2 separate regions of the Rattus norvegicus genome follow, and region 1 is linked to region 2. A link is a contact called in public Hi-C data. All regions are on one chromosome and are shown on one strand. The core of a region is the stretch at or near the end of the contact, and the rest is flanking DNA. Distances in the headings are between cores, read along the strand shown.

The links. A called contact is a pair of places that touch in the nucleus more often than the background predicts.
Region 1: a contact with region 2 is called in a Hi-C map of kidney, with 2.2 times the contacts expected there. The contact joins two enhancer-like sites. A contact is called at or near these places in 3 of 12 Hi-C or Micro-C datasets (kidney, liver and psoas muscle).

The regions. Positions count from the first base shown.
Region 1 is chr6:125,484,063-125,491,640 of GRCr8, forward strand. The region is part of intron 3 of Ttc7b (tetratricopeptide repeat domain 7B); the gene reads right to left. Among named protein-coding and RNA genes, the nearest start is that of Ttc7b, 41 kb to the right of the region's middle. Within about 2 kb of position 3,634, at least 37 of the 93 cell types and tissues checked have an H3K27ac peak or open chromatin away from gene starts, as enhancers often do.
Region 2 is chr6:125,358,462-125,366,258 of GRCr8, forward strand. It overlaps Ttc7b (tetratricopeptide repeat domain 7B), which reads right to left. Exons shown (of 22, transcript NM_001401371.1): 17 at 6,163-6,260; 18 at 2,186-2,347. Among named protein-coding and RNA genes, the nearest start is that of Calm1, 150 kb to the left of the region's middle. Within about 2 kb of position 3,775, at least 10 of the 93 cell types and tissues checked have an H3K27ac peak or open chromatin away from gene starts, as enhancers often do.

The sequences.
Region 1 (7,578 bases), core at 2,384-4,883, 130 kb after region 2:
CTGCATAAAAGCCATGGCTGGCCCCTATGGGGGCCCACCACGAATTACTTCTAGACTCAGCATATCCTTCTTAGGAGTTAAATACATGTATACACACATAGGCGCGCGCGCACACACACACACACACACACACACACACACACACACACACCCTCAGAAGTGAAGCCAATCCTGGACTGACATTTACCTGCTAGAGTAAACACTTTCAGTGATTATTTCCTCTCACTCTATAATTCTGCACGCAAATGAGATGCTAATTCAACCTGAAATACTCATGAAATGAGAGCTTGTGATTCGAATGCATGCTTTAACGACTCCAGTTAATAACCACATATCAACATGTATTTAACACATAGCAAACATAACAGGTGTTGAAAGCTACTCACCAATTACCTGAGAGCTTCATGACAGAGGACTGGACCTGGGGCTGTTAAGTAACTCACCTATGATGATGCAAAAAAGGGCAGAGCTGGGATCCAGCCAGCCAGTCGGGGTCCACAGCTGTGGTTTTCATTACACCCTGTAATGTCACCGTGCCTTAGCCTACAGCTATGATAGCCAAGAATTCGGGTTGTGAAGCCACGCTTCTTTGACCATTATACATGGCTGAATGCTAAATGGGAGGCAGAGGCAGACAGCTTGCTGTGAGTTCAAGGCCAGTCTGGTGTACAGAGCCAGATCCGTGACAGACAGGGCTACACAGAGAAACCTTGTCTTGAAAAGGAAAGAAAAGAAAAGGAAAGGAAAGGAAAGGAAAGGAAAGGAAAGGAAAGAAAAGGAAGGAAGAGAAGAGAAAGGAAGGAGAGAGAAGAGGAGAGGAGAGGAGAGGAGAGGAGAGGAGAGGAGAGGAGAGGAGAGGAGAGGAGAGGAGAGGAGAGGAGAGGAGAGGAGAGGAGCAAAGCTAAAGATGTGATGAAAACAGTGCCTGGCACGTGGTAAGTCCCCAAGAGCCTGTATGTAAATCAACACGCCTGATGCTTATTACCTTATCACTATTGCCTTTAGGTAACAGTAGCTGGAAAGACTCCAAGTGTGAGAATTATATGAATTTTCTCTGATTTTATCTATTTTTAAGCAAAGCTTTACTGAATACTGCAATACTACACAATTATTATTAGTTAGTGTATAGCTAGTGGAACAGCTAACCCCAGGGCCTTATCATCACTCCTGAAGGAAGCCCCGTCAGCAGCCCTTTCCCAGGCTACCCCTTTCCTCAGACCCTGGAGCCCACTCACTCAGTCTCTGCCTCCATAGATTGGCCGTTTCTCCGCAGTTCATAGGACAGAATCGTATAGGATGCGATCTTCTGTGCCTGGCTAGATTTATAAAATGTTTTCTAGGTTTACAATTATTTAGCAAGTAGTTGAGCTTTCTTGCTTTTTAAATTGAAGAAGTGCACAGGCATAAGATTAGCTGCTCACAAGCTGCATTTGGTATGATATTGTATGGCTACTATTCTGTATTTCAAAACTTTATTCCTTATGATTGCCAAATAATATTCCACTGGGAGGAAATGCTTCATTTTTAAAAATCCATTAATAGATGAATGAATTCTGGAGGTTTCCCACTTCTTGTATAGTTGAGGAGTCTGCCACAAGCCTTCATGGCACCCTCTCCTAAGAGCCTATGCTTTAGTTTTCTTGGCTGCACAGAAAGGCCTGGAACTAGTGGATCATGTGGGTAACTGTTGTGCTTTGTTCTTAAGTTTTGTTTGAAAAACATCACACCTGCCTAACCATAATCTTCTGGAAGAATTCTCAAGTAGAAGAGGAGGTGTAGGGGCAGATGGGACTCTGAGCAGACATCTGGCTTTGAACCCTTGCTTCTAAGCACGATCGCCCTGTGAGTCAGGAGCATGCTGTCTAACATCTTGGAGCCTCTTTCTCCTTGTCACGAAAACGTGCAGAGTGACTGTGCCAGTGACAGTGCCAGGGCCTGGCATACAGAAACACTGAGCCAATAGTCACCACCCTCATTAGCAGGCATCTTCCTGGTACCAATGACAATTCTCTTCCTTTTTTTTTTTTTTTTTCCTGTAAGAGAGATCTAAAAATACAGGAAAGCCTCAAACAGAAAGCAACCGTCACCCGCATTCCAGTTCCTCAGAGTTAATCCCCACCAGCACAGCCTCAGACTCTATCCCGAGTGTGATGATGCCCTGTCCCTATCACTGTGGTCTTGGCTCATTTGCTCCCAGAGAAGAGAAGACACATCCCACTAGGACTCTGCAGTACAAATGGAACCCCTGTCCCAGCCTACTAAAGCAAGGGTGACAGTGATCAGGGGACATAAGCAACTGTCCTTGCCTCACTGTATGAAACCCCAGTGGGCAGCAACTAGGTGTGGAGCTGGGATGGACTTCTCAGAAGAGCCACTTGTATAGAATAAAGAAGCTAGTCTTCAAATAATGTAAAAAAAAAAAAAAAAAAAAAAAAAGGCAGCAGCAGACATAGTGTCCCTGAAGACTTGGGGACAGGACAGGCAGGTAAGATGGCCAACCAGCCAAGGCACCTAAGCCTAACCTTGTAACCTGAGCTTGATCCCTGGAATCTCTATGGTGGAAGGAGAGAACCGACTCCTGCAAACCGCCCTCTGTCTTCCACACTCCACATGTACACACAGACACTAAATAAACAAACATATATAACTTTTAAAGTTTAAAAAATGATTCAGAATAGACACCTCTGCAGACTGTCACTTAAAGCACTGTCTTAAAGCCTTCTAAGGAGTCTCTGAATTCCTACTGCCTCCAAAAGGAAAACCAATGAGAGTCGACCAACACAAACAACATAAAATATGAATGTGGGTCAACAGCAGTAAAAGGCCTATGCTCTTCTTACAGCATCTAAATATAAACAGGAAGCCCTGGCCAGCAATCCGAGATGCCTGGCCCATTCCATACAGCATGCGACCTCCTACCATAGCACAGCCATGACCTCTAGAGCAGAAAGGGTGGGGGAGATCAAAGATGTACAGTTTGCTAGCAGCTCTCCATACCAACAAGGCCAGACAGCATCCCCCACCCACCACACACAAGTCCTATTCCTCACAGTCTGAGCTTCCCTTCCACCATAGCAAAATTGGCACACAGGAGCTCTGCAGTGACCTACTTCTGACATCAGTACCCACCACACATGGAGTTCTCCAGAAAGCTACTTTTCCCCCTCACCATCCAAAGTGATCCCAAAGCTTCAAATGCAGAACGAGGCTTCTTAAAGAAAAACAATGGGGCCTCTATGGTTCCCCCTGTCCTCTCTAGAAATAGAGAAGCATAAGCGGGGGTGGGGGGGGTAGGGGTGGGGGTTGTGTCCCGGATCTCTCTCAGAGGGTATTAGCAGGGCCTTCCCTGATTCCTGAGCTTTCTACTTCAATAGTTACTTGGGACACAGACCACAAAAGATCAGAGAACTGTCTTGTTCTAGATCTCACCTAGAAGGTCATGCTCATTTGCAAACACAATTCCTAAAGCTTGAGACATGATTCTGTCACTTCAAAGAACCTGTCAAGCAACCCTTGAGCTTCCGCATTGGGCATCCTTACTAGCACTTTCACCCAGGAGGAATCAGGGCACAGCTCCCGCTAATGTTCTCATACCCAGGCATATGCTTCCTTTCCCTTTTCAAAGGTCGCTGTGTACACTCTTTGCTAAAGCAGTCCCAGGCACTTGAGACAGGCTGAAAAGCCTGGGTGTGACCGGGCTGAACAAAGACAGGCTGTGGAGCTTCCTCCTAGAGAGTGTTGGGCGTTCCCGGACCCTCCTCACTAAGTTCCGGTTAACAAAGCAGCCCGAGTAGCTCAGTATTCTCCTTGCATCTCTGAACTCCCCTTTAAAAAAGCAATGGCCCCAGTCTCGGAGACTGCAAATACCAACTCGGCCTGTAGGGACACTATGTCACCCTGCCTTGTGGCGGGGTGGGGACTGTAAGGTATTAATATACAAATGACAAAATAAAAAGTTAGGTGTGAGATGCACCTGGGAAGGAGCAACTGCGCATGCGCTAAAGTGGTTCCCGTCTGGATCTTGACGGGGTTCCTGCGACCCCTGGTGGCAGCTGCTCCCCTACTGCAGAACGACCTCTGACCCCTGCAAAAAGTCCGGATCCTGACAGATGTGAAAGCCACCGCTTTCGGTTTATCATCTTGCTATATAGTTCTGGGTTCTAGAGTTTTAACGAGTCCAGAACTTCAGAGTGTCCGCGATATGCTTAAACAAAAACGTCTGAGGGCTGGTTGTGCTGTTTAGTAAAGGCTGTCTGTCCATAACCTCCTGCAGATCTATACTGGTTCTAAGAGCTGCTGCTCAAATCACCTCAAGGCAACCAGGATCAACCTCTGTCACTCAGGGTGTGCAATCTCGCGGTGACACAACAGTGAGGAGGTGAAGTGATGATCTGCCCACCCGCTCTCTTTAACATTTCTTTTTTTTTTCGGAGCTGAGGACCGAACCCAGGGCCTTGCGCTTGCCTAGCAAGCGCTCTACCACTGAGCCAAATCTCCAACCCCCACCCGCTCTCTTAAACGGGGACCCTATCCATGCTTGTCCCTCGGGTAGCAGGGGTCACGGGGAATAAGGGGCAAGTGCTTGGGACATGTTTAGGATGATTACCAGCTGTAATCATCACCAATAATTTAGTACTACGTATCCAGCAGTCCCTACATAACCTGAGGCCTCTCTGCACAGAAGTTACCGCCTCTGATTGGTGCTGGGCAAGGCACAGGGCAAGACATCCAGCTAAAGTGGGACTCTGCTTCCCGCTCCCCCTGCTCTGCACTCTCCCCAGCCCACTGTGGACAGCTACACCCTGTGCCACACTGCAACACCTCGATTTCTACAGAACAGTCTGTGCTCTGCTCCCGCCCCCAAGAGAGCTCAGAGCTTTCCAAATATGGGTGTGTGTGTTTTCTTCTTCATTTCCAAAGCATCATGAATATCTGGGGGAAGAAAATGAGCACTAGACATGGTTTGGCAGCCACAGGAGACTAGGAGAGGTTGTGACCAAGCAAGGCCTGCACTCAGGATCCAATCAGTCAAAACACAAGAGCCAGGCCAGGTGACAGCCCACATCAGACTCTGCGATTCCAGGCCCTTAGGAGATCCTAGGAGGGACCTGACTGCCTTACATTACAGAGGCTCTTCAGCCAAACAGATTGGAGGTAGTCCATAGACCCAAAGGTGAGTGTCAGCACGAGAGGAGCTACAGACAAGGTAGTGTGCTTCAAAGCATGCCCTTGACCACATCTATATTCATCAAAATAGGCAGCATTTCAAACACTGAAGATCCCTCACCTCTGACTTAATTTTATCGGAATAGGCCCCTCAGCAGTTGTGCACCTGCATGCCCGGTAAGGCTTTAACAAACAGTCTTGTGCAGACAGCCTGTGAGGCAGCTCTACCGCCGATCTAGTACAGGAGGCCAGGCAAGCAGTGTAGACATGCCACGGCGTCAATGTCCAGCCTGGACCATGTGCCCGTGTGTTTGCTAATCACACGAAGTCACATAACTATGGAAAGGCAAGTGACGGGAGTGAAATAATTAAACCAGAGCAGAATGACAAGCCACACTGTGCTAACTATAACTAGAGGTGGGGTCAGCGGACGGCGGGTAGGGTCTGCAGGCAACAACTGTGTCACTGAGGGTGGACCCAGCTAAGGGACGAGAGAATAGCGCCACATTGGAAGAAGGCAAACCCAGTTAGGGAGTGGGCTGGGAAGAGGTGAGTGGGTAGGCAGGCAGCCTGGAGAAGAGGGTGGGTAGGACACAGCAGGATATGTGGTCAGCCTGGCCATCTGGGAGCTGTCCACAACTCTAGAAGGAAAAAAAAAGTGTGCCTACGTTTAGCAGAAAACTCACTGAGAACCCAAGCTTGGAGCATAGGGAAACTCTTACTTTACTGTGGATTTTCCATGGTCCATTTTTAATTTCAGCTTCACTTGTCCTGACACTCGGGTTGCTGTCTAGCTGCTGGCTTTATCATATGTGGACATCACCTGCCACAGTAGGAAACACACAGAGGGAACGTTTCCTGTCACTCGGACCTCTTTCCCGAGAGCAGAGCTCCACGGAGGACCCTACCTACACATAACCCTGTTCCCACCTGGGAGCGCCAGGATCAGCCCTGTTCTTCTCCTTCACCGTGGCGCTCCACCTTATCTGCAGAGAATCCTTTAGTCCTGACCAACAAACTAGTACCCTAGAAACCCCTGTAGGCCAAGCAGATCCCCAGGAGAGCACGCCTAGGTGATCAGAATTCATCACTTTAGCTCCAGCCCCATAGCTTCCTTAAGGTCCAGGAAAACCTCGTCCTGTGATGCTCCCCGCCGGTTCCCTCTTCCCTTGCCTCACCAGCCCCTTACACACATACGGCTTGACCCCACTGCCTGCAGCCTCTCTTTCAAACACCTCCCTGTTCTGTGTCTGCCCTGGCCTTGGTACAGCCTCTATACTTGGAATCTAGGCTTTGGCTGTCTCACTATAGCAGTTAGGACCAATGAGGACAGAGGAAGCATGCTAGTCTTTGAAATGAAAGGAATTTAATGCTTGGAACTGTCTGCATAAGAGATGAAAGATGAAGAAGAAAAGCGACATGGTTACCCACCCACCCCGGATTCTAGCATCAGCAGGAAGCTGCTGCCATCACAAAAGCTGGAAAGGCCAGGGAGAGGAGGTGGAGTTGAAAGGGCCCAGAAACTGGGGTCATTGTGTGGGAGTTAAACAGAGAAGGACATTTCATTTGTCAGGAGCTGGACATACTGTGACTTTTCTCTCATCCTACCCCATGCCTTCCAGCAGTGCCTTCTGGTGGCCAAAGCCGGGCGCAAGTCAACTGATTAGCCCTGGGAAACAGCCTGTAGAAGTGAGAGCCTTGAGAGGCAGAACACAGAGGAAGGGTCAGTTCACAGCTTCCACAAGCCTCCTTCCTACAGTCTTCTTTATTTCCTTCCTAGCTAGCCTTGCCCTGTGCAGAAAGATCATTCCTACTTATATATTCACTCAAGGCAATTTTCATCCTTAAAACTTGCCAATGGTTGGCAGTTTCCTGGCAAGAGAAGATGTAGAATTTGTCCACTAGACTGACGCTGTCAATCAACTGCATGTACAGAAAGTGCTGTGTGCCTTGACTGTGATGTGTACTGAGTCTGCTTTATAACATGGGCAAAGCGCTGTTCAAATCATCACCGAAGGATGAAACACAGAGTTCTTGCAAAGCTGTCAATCCTGAAACTGGAACCAGCCAAAAACAGCCAAGATTGTTTGTCACTATTGACTGGCTCAGAGAGCCTGCCACTGAAAAGAGGGCACACAGCTGGCTGTCTGCTGCCTACAGCTAGGTGTGCACATCACTGAGCCTCCAATTCGGGAGGCGGGGCTGGAAGACAATCCCCAAGGCAAGTTTGGGCAATGGAAAGAAACTGTCTCCAAAAGAAAGTCAAAACAAAGAAAACACCACAACAAGCACCGAAATGCCAATGCATGTCACATACAGAACAATGTGGAGAGTGGGTAAGGCTAGGAAAGCCTAAGTGACAGGGCAGCAAGAGAGGAATCAGCAATCCAAAACCACAAAGAAACCTCCAGA
Region 2 (7,797 bases), core at 2,525-5,024:
GTCCATTGGTGTGCAGGGCTGGGCCAGTTTTCATTGTTAGGCAAGAGGGCTGAAATCCTTTACAATTAGATCAAGAACCTCTATGACCAGTGGTTTTCCTTCCCAGATGAACAAGTGCATCTATGAGGAAGGAAGATCCTGTGCACAGCTGGTTCCCAGCCAGGCACTCCCTGAGGAAGGGACCATGGCTCAGGGCTTCTCTGAGACTAACCACAGAGCACTGGTAGAAGCAGCCACATCAGGCAGGGGGCCCAGTGGGTCCTCATTGCTCCAAGGTTATACTAATTAGGTTACTCTGAAGGCCCCACTGTACGAGCCAGGATTTTAGAAGAAACGCGCGGGGCTCCTGGGGTGACAAAACCTGGCAGGGTGCTGAAGTCGGTGCAAACAGTGGGCAATGGAACACATAACATTATTCTAGAACCACCGGGTCTCCTTTAAGATAATGAACTCAACAAATGCCAATATAAGAGAAAAAAAATTTTTTCCTCGAAAAAAATTGAAGTTGGCAATTGCCCCTAGGCTCTGTATTAAGAGAAAATGCTGGTCTGAGGTAGATAAAAAGTTAATATAAACAGTTTATAAATATCAACTTTATCTTCCTTTTCATAGAACTGGGCTGCCATAAAAGCAAAGCTTGGACTATGACATATGCAGATGAGCGAGGTCAAGGGTCACTGTTGGTGTGACTGTGCCTCTGGTTGACCTTTGATCCTGACCTGTATGGAAGCTTACGTAACAGTACCAGCCACCCTAAAGAGCACACCAGACAGAGTGGTTCCTCCTGGCAGCAGCCTGTTATGGGCTTTTGTTCAGCATGTAACAGCATTTGGAACAAAGATGAGCCCATATAAATCACAGATGCAGATGAAATCTGCCGGCACGGCTGGCAGGAGGCACATTAAATAATGGAGGGAGGAAAGCCAGCACGGCTCTCTCGGTGAGCACCATATTTAGGTCCCTTTCAAGGACTTCACCAACCAGTGTGCTTCAGTTTAATATGGGGATTAAAAAAAAAAAAAACAAAAAACAACTGCCTGAGTCCTGGTACTTCCTGAAGTAGACTTTCAAAATTTCTGTATTATTTAGAATCAAGATTAGGCAAAGGTGCTATTCAGTGACTCCACACTTTTGTGACAGAAACCCTGCCTTTGCAAGTAAAAACCAGTTTCCAACACATTTCTCAAATGTGCTCTGTAACCTGCTGGCACTGGCTTCGGAGTGGAAGGTTCTGCAGCAGAGCTCTAAGAGCCTCCCATTCAGTGTTGACAGGCAAGTGAATGTCATCTCACGGCTCTCACTGTTACATGAGGTTGGAATTAATTAACTTCCAATTGAAATGCAGACATTTTAGGATTGTTTGCAAAATATTATAGCTTGCTTGTTCTTGTGTGTGTGTGCCTATGCGTGTGTGAGAGGGTTCACATGTGTGTAAGTTCATGTGCGTGTGTTTGTGGGGGGCAGAGATAACCTTAGGTGAGATGTCTATTTTGGTCTTGTTTTCAGGCAGGGTCTCACTAAGTAGCTCTGGTTGACCCAGAACTTGCTACACAGACCAGGCTGGCTTCAAACTCAACAAAGGTTTGCTTGCCTCTGCCTCCCAAGGATTCAAGGCGTGTGCTGCCACACCCTGCCTGCTTACCTTACTTTTTAAGGCAGTCTTCCTGGTTTGGAACTCACCAAATAGGGGGGCCAGCTAGCCAGCCTCAGCAGTCTGCTGTCTGTCCCTCGGCAGTCTGCTGTCTGTCCCTCCAGCACTGGGTTACAGCTGCAGTGCTGTTCCCTGCTTTTAAGGTGGGAACCAAATGTAGGTGTCCTTGCTTGTGTCTCAAGCCCTTTGTCAGCAGAGCCATCTCCTCAGCCCTTACCTCTGTGGTAGGAATCCTCCTTTCATGCCTTTGTGTGTGCTCCAGGGAAGGTTGGAAGGGCCCAGGACCCAGAAGCCTTTGCTCTGGTTCCCAAGTCCAAGTCCTTTACTTCCCAGGGGAGGTTAGAGTGCGGCCGCTGTCTGCGGTCTTAGCTTTCCTGCTGCTCGCAATAGTTTTGGATTTTCAAATAAGCAAGATCCTTCCCTGACACATGGACAGGGTTTCCTAGCCAGCTTATCAGTTGGAAGATTATCAGAAAATAATACAAAAGGCAAATAGAGGGGGTTCTAAGAAGGAAGGAAAAAAACCACATTTACAGAGTGAAGGTTCCCGGTGGGGACCTGGGTCACTTAATGAATGAGCAGCAGGGGGCCACACAAAGATGTCAGGTTTGGGATGAGAATGAAGAGGAGAAGACACAAACAGGTGGAGAGGAGATTCGGTTCTTGAGATAGAAGAGGAGGAGGAGGAGTCTGACACTAAAAAGTGAAAGAGAAAAAAAAGAATGAAAGCAAAAAAAAACAAAAAAAAAAAACAAAAAAAAAAAAACCAAAAAACCAAAACCAAACAAACCTTTAGAAGCACAAAGAAAAAACTAGCTTTTAATATACTCACATAAGCTGCAAAAAAAAAAAAAAAAATGAGGTCATGTAATAAGTCACTCCTCTCTTGAATAGGATACAAGTGCTTTTCAAAGAAAACCAATCTGTTTTCCACCGGTTATTTAATTGCTCTGCAACATCATGGAGTAAAAATAACTGTGGTTTACCTGGGCACAGATTCAGCAGTTTGCGCCCCTGAAAATAACCCATCTCTAACCTGCAGCAGACACACTTCTCTTCTTAGTCCACAGATTTGTTTTTTCTAAGAAGCACGTATACAACTTCACTTGAAAACTCAAGTTTCCCAAGGTGCGGTGGGCCGAGCACAATGGCATGTCCCATGGTCCCAGTGTGGTGGTGATGGAACTGATGGAACGTTAAACTGTTTGGGTGGTCTCCTGCTATGTGCACTGGCTGGCCCTTTGGAAAGAAAGCTTCGGCCTCAGGCCTGACAGCTGCAGGGGATGAGGTGAAGAAAAGACCACCACAGCTGCAACCGGAAACCTCCCCAAAGTGCATCAGACTGTCAGTGAAACACTGTTTTGCTTTGGATTGGTGTCTGGTGATACTCAGCAATGATTAAAGATGAGCCCCCTTACCCCACAGCCTGTTTTGAAGGCAAAAGAAAGGAAAATGATCCCCTCTCCCTCCCTTTATTTCAGGAACTACTGACTTATTCCAAAAGAAAGATAATGACTCATAGCTTCAAAACTGTCACTCACTGATTCCTGCTTCTCACTGGCTGGAACCTACTAGGGGGAGAAGTGAGGCCAGGGGACAACAGAAGCAATGTCATATTCTGTAATGGGGCCTTCGTAGTACCTGTCTGCTTAATAAAACTTAATCAGGGTTTATGCTTTATACTTTTAAAAATTCTTACCATATATATTACATATATACACGAACACATAACTTAGTGATGTAGAATTCATTATATTAGAATCTCTATTCTGATACATTTAAATTCTAGAGAAAAACCAAATGTACACCAAGATGACCTACAGCTTCTCAAGAGCCTGTGTGCAGTGGGGGCTTTTGGCCCTGGGCCCCAGAGTGGCAGGACCAAGGCAATGGAAAGTTGCTATGGCTTTATCTGAGACCTTGTTCTGATGTCAGCACTGTGTGATTTTCCTGTGTCAGATGCCCTGGGGTTTAGGAAAATCAGCATCCAGCATGGCTCTTGGTGAAAACATACTGCCACCTGTCAGCTCGGTTCTCCCTGACAGAACCTGAGCCTAGAGCCACTCCTGCTACACCACGGCTGGGTTGAGCTTCCTTTTCTCTTCTGCTCTGCAGCCCGGTCTTTACTAAATGAGCAAGGCTGCAGTGGCTGTGCAAAATTAGCCGACCGCTGCCAGCATCGCATGAGCCAAAAGCTGCAGCAAGGGAAGAGCAATGCCTGAGGTAGTGTGGCTGAGTGAGAATCCCCCGTGGAAAGCACGGGTCTGGGAGCTCCTCAGTTCTGAGACAGAATGAGGGCACTGTCGAGGGATGTGTGGGAAGCGACGATCAGGACTGTAGAGTGCACAGCGGTGCCTGCTCCTGGTAGGGGTGTGCTCATTCCGAAGGGTAGACAGAAAGCTGCTGAAGACACAGCATTCGGGAAGAAGGGGGTACTGACAGAGGCAAGTCATGGAGCCCCCGTTTCTCCACCATACATCATTACTGTGACTGAATGGGAAGTTGTGCTTTCTCTTGAATTCAAAATGAGAGGAACGGATCAAATCCATGGGCAGCTGAGGTAGATGGACTCCAAAGGTATGAGTCTACGGTAACTGTGCCCCCAGATACCTCACAAGGAACCAAAGAAAATTGGCTTTTATTAATCAATAAGGAGGCATTGTTTCCACTTCTAGGTAAAGCATCCTATGTCTTCTGACTTTCACTGTCATTTCAGAGTGTTTTATGCTCAATGAGATTTCCCTTGAGCAGGCCTCCTAGCTCCCTGATCCCTGGTCTATTATAAAGGATGCTGTGTAAATAGCCCTGATTCACACAGCAGGTAAGAAAAGGGGTCTTGTGGGCTCACTTACACTGTGAAATGGCCAATCTGTGGCTGACGTCTGGGAGGGGTGGGCTCCACTGCTGTTTGGTTGGGACAATAAGGGTCAGAAGCCCAAACTGCAGATACTTGGATTTCCTTGGAATAAGGGATCAGCCACACGAGAGGCAGGATGGAGAGGGGAGCAGAACAGTGGGTGGTCATTGTAACCAGAGCCACGTAGTCCACCTGGACAACATGGCACCTGAGGTCTACCCTGCAGAGGGCATCCCTGACAGCCGCAGGGCAGCAAGAAAAGGGTCTCACTCCTTTCCTGCAGCTCTCCCTTAATGATAAACAGCATTCGTTCATGTCTGGGGACCTCACGAGAGAAATAAGATCCACGCCAGCCGAAATGGAAGAGGTTGAGATTGACCATGCTGTTCTCGTGGGACACTGAGGAAGAGGCCAGGGGCTGATGTCCCTCAGCGGCCACAGCAGCTCTTTGGAATCAGCTGGAATTTGAGCAAAAGTCCCAGCCTCACCTCATTTTGTCTAGAGCTCCCACAGCCTGACCTTTCCTTTCTACGAGGGCCTGAAAAGCCTGGTGGGAGGACAAAGCAGGGCTAGGCCTTGGCATTGTGTCCACCCACAAATGCTGAGCAACCTGGGGTGAGCTACTCCCAGAGCTGCCGGTGAGCAGTACCTGCTGGCCTGGTTAAACTCTCCAGCCACAGCTTGTGTCCTTTCTTGTAACCAGCAGTCACCGGAACGGGAGGGCCCGGGGGCTTTGGGTGGAACATCCTAGGCTGATTTTGAATCTGGCGAAAGGGAGCTTTGGCAGGAATGAGTCAGGAGAAGCTATGAGACGCACTCCTACCAGCCCTCTGGGTAGATTTTCCAGAGGATAGGTCCAGGGTTGGGGATGTGTCACGAGGACAGGGAAGTGACCCTGAGGCTGCTCTAAAGTCAGCTCATAAAGGAGGAAGTGAACCACACAAGACTAAGGCTTCCAGCGTCCCTTGTCAGGGGTTGGGGGAAAGTGGCAGAGCGGGTTCTAATGGAGTCCTAGAACTACCTCTAAGCTGGAAGCTGAGTGAATTTCATTATGTCTTGTGGGTCTGTGGGGTCCCCAGATTGTCTGTGATGACCCAGCATTACTGCTGAACTGTTTGTTTGCAGCTGTGAAGATTAGGGGAGGTGAGCTTGCTTCCCTGCATCCACGGAGCTGTGGCCACGTGAACACGAGCACCCCACCCCCGAGGTCTTTCCCAGCCGAGTAGAAATGCTTGCTCAGCGGCAGTAAAGTGCCATGGGCCACCACACGAGGACAGTAGAACTAGCAGTTCAGAAGCCCCTGTCACCCAACAGGTTCTCCTACTGGAAGCATGTGTGTTTATGTATGCAACTGATTAGAACTCAGAATGGCTGATTTCAACAAGGGCAGAAGCCTATGGGAGGCTGAGAAGAGAGGAAACCTGTCACACACAGAAGCCACCAAACTGTAGGGAAAATAGATTTAAGGGTCTATCTGGGCTCAGGATAGCACTTTCCTCACTGTGAGCCAACACTGAAAAACGAGACTGAAGGGGTGCATCTCAGTTAACCCCTCTCACCCTCCACCCTTCTCCTGGGGTCTGTCAATCTCAAATACCAACCCAGCACCTGATCCCACCTTCTGCTCGCCACCCCTCTGGCCTTTGATTCTCACCTGTCTCAGGATCGCTGAAGTCTGGCAAAGTGATTGTGTTAAGCTGTCGTCTGTCAGCGATGGTTCTATCTAAGAGGCTGCTCCCACGTCCAGAGTCACTGCAAAACACATTGTAAATGTCAGTCACTTGAAAGACAAGGTGAGGCCGGCACAGAGTGCAGAAGCCCAGGGATATCTGTGTGTGTCTGGACATTCTCATCGGTCCACGCCTGAATGTCCTGTGCCCAGGGCTTCAGGGATGTATATCCAAACACAGCTTCCAGGGTGCCCACAGATCCTTGCTGCTTTTACTCTTTTGTCATTATGAGAGGCAACAGCAGACCGGGCTGGTGGGACGGGTACCACGGGTACTGCACTTGCTGCCTATGCCTCACATGTGACTTTGATCCCCACAACCAATGGTGGAAGGAGAGAAGCAACTCCTGAAAATTGACTCTGACCAGCACGGGTGGGCTGAGGTGTGTCTGTACCTGCACACACTTGCAATCTTGTACTGCACACAGGAAGGGAGGGAGAGAGGGAGGGAGGGAGGGAGGGAGGGAGGAAGGGAGGAAGGAAGGGAGGGAGGAGAAGGGAATTCTTCTAGTCAGTTTCTTTGTCCTCTCAACAAGGAGAGAATGGTTGGCTTTCAGTGCCTTGAAGCTTTGGAAGGAATTTACCCAGCCCCAAATGCACTACCTTCTAAGATGTCTTTACCAACCACAGCAGGGCTATGGACTCTGTGGCAGGAGGAGAATTACCCAGAACGTTCCCAGAACTGAACAGTGCAAAGGCTTCATCCAGAGCAAGTATACTAGAGCGCCCAGGACAATCACTTCTCAAATCTTCTACAGCTCTCAGGGCAGCTGAGGGATTTGAGGTTTCCGGAGTGATCAGTCATGAACTTGGGTGTGTCCCCAGATGAATCTGAAGTCCCTTACATAGATAACATTCCCGCTTACTACATGAGGAAAGGACAGTGTGGAGCCCTTCAGTGAAAGTCACAGGGGAGCTAGGGCTGTAGCCCTCCGGCTCTCCCGGCTTCAAAGGCTGGCTACAGGGAACTTGGTGGAAACACTGCAGGTTGTGGTGCCTGCCTCCAGACAGCTACCCCACCAGCTTCCTGCACTGCCCATCCTTCTGACTACCTTTTCTCCAGACGCCTTGGTCTACAAGGCGTCACTAATTGTCACTGGCACGTGGATGCAGTGGGGAACACTGTGGGCTGAACAGGGGTGAAGCAGTTAGAGGACTTAGACCATACAGATCCCAAATCTATGAAATAGGTAGAAATTATTATCATTATTCCTATTGTGGTAATGTCTGGGGGTCTAGGGTTTTTTTCTAATACATTTGAAACTACAATTTCAAGGAACACAGTTTCCTTCCTGTGTGCAGCTGCTGCTGTTTGTAAGTGGCAAACAAGATTCCTTATGAACCTTAACCCAGTGTACAGGCTACAATTTCCGTGTCCAGATAGAGAAACACAGGAAGCTGAGGAAAGCCCGCTCACTGCAGACTGTCAGCCTGCATTTACCGTATCATCCATACCGACTGGCTGGAAGCGGCACTGTTAATTATCTCCACACTGAGAAACAAAAAAAAAAAATCTCCCTCAGTAGAAACAAGGCAAAAATCCTGAGCAAATAATCATAC